2 separate regions of the Sus scrofa genome follow, and region 2 is linked to region 1. The links are chromatin contacts, called in public targeted proximity ligation maps. All regions are on one chromosome and are shown on one strand. The core of a region is the stretch at or near the end of the contact, and the rest is flanking DNA. Distances in the headings are between cores, read along the strand shown. Region 1 holds the start of TTC38 (tetratricopeptide repeat protein 38). Region 2 has its middle 17 kb from the start of WNT7B.

The links.
Region 2: a contact with region 1 is called in a targeted proximity ligation map of alveolar macrophages. A contact is called at or near these places in 4 of 5 promoter capture datasets (fetal liver, fetal skeletal muscle, liver and 1 more), 12 of 47 Hi-C or Micro-C datasets (alveolar macrophages, embryonic fibroblasts, fibroblasts and 7 more) and 2 of 2 datasets of targeted methods (alveolar macrophages and skeletal muscle).

Annotation. Positions count from the first base shown.
Region 1 is chr5:3,269,410-3,272,109 of Sscrofa11.1, reverse strand. It overlaps TTC38 (tetratricopeptide repeat protein 38), which reads left to right and starts at 1,295. Exons shown (of 13, transcript XM_021091377.1): 1 at 1,295-1,388; 2 at 2,409-2,486. The coding sequence starts at 1,356. It overlaps PKDREJ (polycystic kidney disease and receptor for egg jelly-related protein), which reads right to left and starts at 1,357. Exons shown (of 5, transcript XM_021093095.1): 1 at 1,313-1,357. The coding sequence starts at 1,357.
Region 2 is chr5:3,503,166-3,505,865 of Sscrofa11.1, reverse strand. No RefSeq gene overlaps it. Among named protein-coding and RNA genes, the nearest start is that of WNT7B, 17 kb to the left of the region's middle.

The DNA of each region.
Region 1 (2,700 bases), core at 46-2,545:
CAAGTGGGTTGGAAAGTCTTCGGAGGGTGTTGAGCCGGGAAAGGCCCCGCTCTGGTTTCCAGTTTGGAAGCCTCCTTCTGCTGTGAGGGAAATAGATCGTACATAGTTAGAGGGAAAGGACAGAGGCCAAATTGGGGGTGTGGGCAGTGAAATCAAAGGGGCAGGCCAGGAGTTCCTGTCCTGGCTCAGCAGTTAACAAACCCAACTAGCATCCCTGAGGACTCGAGTTCCATCCCTGGCCTAGCTCAGTGAACAGTTAAGTATCCAGCGTTGCTGAGAACTGTGGTGTGGGTTGCAGACATGGTTCCGATCTGGCGTTGCTGTGGCTGTGGTGTAGGCCGGCAGCTACATCTCCAATTGAACCCTTAGCCTGGGAACCTCCATATGCTGCGAGTGGGGCCCTAAAAAGACAAAAAAGAAAAAGACAGGCTTGGGGCTGCTGCAAGAAACAATTGGTGTGTAAATGAGCCAATGCTGACTTGGTTAGGGTTTGTGATGGTGGAGGCGGTGAGCCCTGGGAACTCAGAAAGATGGCTCTCTTTAACGGCTTGGCTGTCAGAGGACTGGCTACATGATTTTCAGGGCCCAGTGAGGAATGACATGTGGGGCCCTTGTTCCAAACCTGCTAAGGACTTCAAGTCAGAGGCAGCAGAGCTTTCAGCCAAGCGGGGTGGGCTTCTAAGTGTGAGGCCCTGCGCAGCTGCCCAGGTTGCACACCCATAGCCACGCCAAGGCTTTCCTACCACAGCCTTTTGTTGCCTCTGGGCCCCAGGCCCTCCAGGGAGCTCCAGAAGGCCCTGCTACTTGTTGGGGTGAGGGGAAGGGGAGGGGAAATGCCGCATCGCAAAGTTTTGGTCTCCAAAGACACTCTCCCCGCCACTTCAGCCTCTACCCTGACAGGTTGCAGGGCGAGGCGCCCCCGCAGGTCAGAATAACCTCTGAGTGTTTGTGCGCGCGGCTTCCGGGTGGGGCTGTAAGAGCCTGAAAGCGACCGCCGTCCCGAGGATCCCCTGCTCCCATCGGGACTTTGCAGTCGCCTCCCAGAGGGTCCCCACAAGGAGACCCCTGCCCGTCCTCTACCCTGCCGCCCCAGGCTCTGTGTCTGATGCGGGAGCCGGGCGCATACACGGAGGCTAACACCCAAGCCGCCTGCCCGGAACCGACCCGGTTCCCAGAGCCCCCGAGGTGGGAGCCCCGGGGCCGCGGAGATGGGGGGGGCCTTGCGGAGCGGGGAACGCGAGTCCAAAGCCGACCAGTGAGCGAGCGGGGGGCGTGTCCGCCCCGCCCCCAGGCCTCCAGGCCCCGCCCCCACCCGGAAGGCCGCGGCGTTGGTGCCGCGACACCGACCGTGCACCATGGCCGCGGCCGCGCCGCTGCGTGACTGCCAGGTACGCGGAGGCCGCCCCCCGCCCGCTTCCCCGCGGCCCGGCGACCCGGGGGAGCCCTGGCGTCCTGGGGAACAAGGGATCGGACCTGCCGGGGGTCTGGCGGGGGCGTGGCCTCCGGGAGGCGGGCGCGCGCCCTGGGCGCTCGGAAGGGACCTGAGGGCCCTCCGGTGGGGCCGCCACCCAGGGAAACCTGCGGCGCGGGGCGGGGTACCCGGGAGGCCCCGGCCCCTCTTGAAAAGTTTAGCTCCTCAACCCCGGCACAGCAAGGACGCTGGGCATTAGTGAGCGTCTCCTTGGGGACCCACCAGGGCAGGGAGCCTGGGTCCATTTTGCAGATGAGGACGGGGAGTTCAGAGGAGCGAGGGACCCTGACCACAGCCAAGCAATGCGCATCCCGAGGGGCCGCCCGCTGTGCTGGACAGAGTAAGGGAGATTTCCCCTGTCCGGGACAGGCTGTGCGTCCCTGGCAGGACACCGGGAGCCGCCGTTACAGTGGACAGTTCTGCCACTTGGAGACATTTCCACTGTTTGAATCGTGGGGTAAAGCAGGGAGATGAGAAGCATTGCTTCCGTGGTTGGTGGATCGTGTGCCCCTTGCCAGCCAGGCGGGAAGACCGCAGTCCTGGTTTTGCACTCCAGCGCTCGCCCCCCTTCCGCCCAGCAGCCTGATCCGGGACTCCCACTTTAGTGAGAGTCTGCTCCCTGGGGGACACTGTATAGTCACCCAGCAATCCTCCTGAGCCCCATTTCACAGGGGGGCCAGCCAAGGGTCCCAGGGAGGACTTTGCCTGGGGACACACAGCTCCTTAGAGGCCCCTGGGACTTGCATCGGATCTGCCGCCTGCAGGGCTCACCTTCTCTGCTCTGCACCCTCTGTGAAATCGGGGAGCCCAGCTTGCCCCCCAAGAACAGGTCTTACAGAGGATGCTAGGCATTAGCATCTTTGTTGCTTGGGGGGTCGGGGTTCGTGTGTTTGTTTGGAGGGCTCCATGGAGTAAGAGTCCATCTTGCTGTGTGCAGGCATGGAAGGATACCGGGCTCCCGCTCTCCACCACAAGCAATGAGGCCTGTAAGCTGTTTGATGCCACCCTGACTCAGGTATGCCCGTGGGGAGAAGTGGTGGCGCCTTCTGTAATGGTCCAGGGGCAGGTGTCTTCAACTGGTGATTTTTTTTTTTCTCTCACTTAAAAAATTTTTTCGGTGCATCTTACAGCTGCATTCATTCGTGCCCCAAGGAAATGGAACTTCACAAGTGTGCACTGCTGCTCCAGCTCCCATCTAACACAGCTTGCTTAAACGTACAGACAAACTG
Region 2 (2,700 bases), core at 101-2,600, 230 kb before region 1:
TGCTCCAGAGTGGGGGGGCGCCCAGGCAGGGTGGCCCCCCCAGACACTCACACAGAGACACGTCCACACACACAAACTCAGACACTCAGAGACACACACGGAAACACACAAACACAGACACACAAACTCAGACACTCAGAGACACACTCACACGGAAACAAACACAGACATACTCAGACACACACACAAGCTCAGATACACACTCAGACATAGACACACAGAGACACACACTCGGACACACCCAGAGACACACACACACACACACCCACTCACTCTCTGAGGACTGGGGACTGTGCTGTGTCCCAGCTCACTCACTCAGCCGTCCTATGTAGCCACATCATGAGGCCGTCTAGGTACCAGCGTCCCCACTGAAAGTTTTGGAGCTACAGGAATAAGCAGAAACGTAGCACCTTTCCCTTGGCAAAAAAAACCCAAACATGAAGCCAAATCTGGCAGGAGACAAACGCCAGGGGAGCTGCACACACCGCCCCGTGCAGGTGGGAGGCAAAGTCTCAGAGCCAGAGAGTCCCGGGGGGCTTCCCGAGGCAGCGCCTCCCGCCAAGTGAGCCAGGACCCTGGGGAGCCGTGTGGCTGGGCCTGGGCGGGTGCTGAGGCCTGGGGACCGCAGGCAGGGGGCTGAGCCTGGGGGCCTGGGGGGTGGTCTGTGCACGGAGCTGGGCTCAGGAGGGGCAGCTCCGCTCTCTGAACCCTGAGTCTCTGGCTCTCGGCTCCTCCCATCGGCTCAGTGGCAGCCTCCTGGCCCGCAGGCCTCGTGGCTGGGCCGGGTCCTGTTGGGGAGCCAGGCCTGGGGTCCCAGAGGCGGGGGGCCATCAGTGGCTTTGACCTCCACCCATCACTGGCATGCCCTGCCCCCAGCTGCCAGGGCCCCGACCCCAGAGAGAGCAGAGGGGTCTGTGGGCTGGCCCCCAGGTATCCACCTGGAGAGCTGTCGCCTACGGCCCAGGCTAGGACACAGCGGGGCTCCTGCGGTGGCCCTGCCTTCCTGCAGGGGTTGGTTCCAGGGCTGGGAAACCACGGAGATGAGAGCATAGGGGTACGGCTTCACAGAGGCGCACAGACAGGGGGTCAGGGGCTGGGGGATGCGAGAGCAGAGCCCGGAGCAAGTGGGGTGGGGGGCTCTGGGGAGCTCGTCCACGGTCCCACTGGATCCAGCAGGGACCCCATCAGGCAGGTCCCAGCACAGGTTCAAGCCTGTTGGGGCGGGCGGACAGCAGGTGAACCCCCGACAGAGTAGCCGCCGTGGAAGGCCGCCGGCGCTGAGACCAGGAGGAAGCGGCCTTGCAGGGGCCTGGAAGCAAGCGGCCGGCAGAGGGCACAGCCAGTGCCAAGGCCCGGCAGTAGGCAGCCGCTGTGCAGGGCCGAGGGCAAGGGCGGCAGGAGAGGGCAGGCAGGAGGCTGAGATCCTCTGACGTCCCCCACCCCACCTCCCAGGCAGGGGCCAAGGGCCTCTTGTCATTTTAAGGCTGAAAGGAATCAGTCTGTTTCAGCTGGAGGCACCTCCTCTGGGAATCTGGCGCCTAAATCACAGCGGCTGGCGGCGGGTTCATTCCAGGACACGCTCTCTTCTGAGTTCCGGCTTCCTGTGTGGCTGAGATGGGGGGGGGGGGGTCTGGCCCGGGGCCACCCTTCCCCACGCCAGCGCATTGTCTGCCCCGCGGCCGGCCGGAAGCGGCTCCTGCCCAGGCGGGCGGGGCCTTGGGGACCGTGAACCCGGCTCCACAGCTGCGCAGAGGCCGCCCAGGCCCCCGCACACCCGCCTCCGCCTCCACCCACGGCTCACAGCCCTGGATGGTGGGATTGGGAGAGGGCAAGCCACCAGCCCCCAGCCCTGCCCCAGGGCCACCCCGATCCTAAAGCGAGGGGGCTGGAGCCCCCCAGGCTGGGGCCCCCTCCCTGTCCTTCTGGCCACTCAGCTGTCCCCATAATCACCTCTTCAACCAGCTGGGGAGTGACAACCCCACTGCCTGGTCCCCTCTCAGCCTGGACAGAGGGGAGAAAGCTAAGATCCCACCGACAAGTGAGATGACTCCAAGGTGGCCACAGCCCCCCCACCCCACCCTGGAGGAGAATGGTCCAGTTCTCAGGTACCCAGCCCTGGGCCCAAGGGACCTTGGACCTTAGACACCAAGCGCAGGGGCTGGTGGGTGGGCCAGTGCAGAGGTCAGACCTGGGAACGCGTAGTGTCCCCTGGTCCCCATGGCACGCACCCTGGGCTGCAGCTGCAAGGGCCGAGAGGCCCCCTCCTCCAGGCAGCCTCTCCTGATGCACCTCTTTCCCCCCAAGGCTCTCACAGCCCCCAGACTTTTTCCATCATCCTGCCTCTTGCCTAGACTGACTTCCTTGGGACAGAAGCCTGGGGTGCCTGCAGGGCACTGTCTCTGAAAAGAGGCGAAAGCTTAGCAGTGGGGGTGCGTGGGTACTTTTGCTATGCGCTTCCTGCCTTCTGCACTCAGAAGCCTGGGGACCAGGCCAAGAATCAGATCAGGAGGAGAAACAGAAGTGACACCGGCCGCCGCCCCTGTGCTGCGTGCTGGGTCTTCCATCCTGCAGCCTCTGATGATGCTCTGACCTCCAAGGCAACAAGCCCATGGGTGGAGGGGCAGCCTTGACACCGCCCATGAGAGGGGAGCCTTGACACCGCCATGAGATGAGGAGCAGGGATTTGGGCCCAAGCCAAGG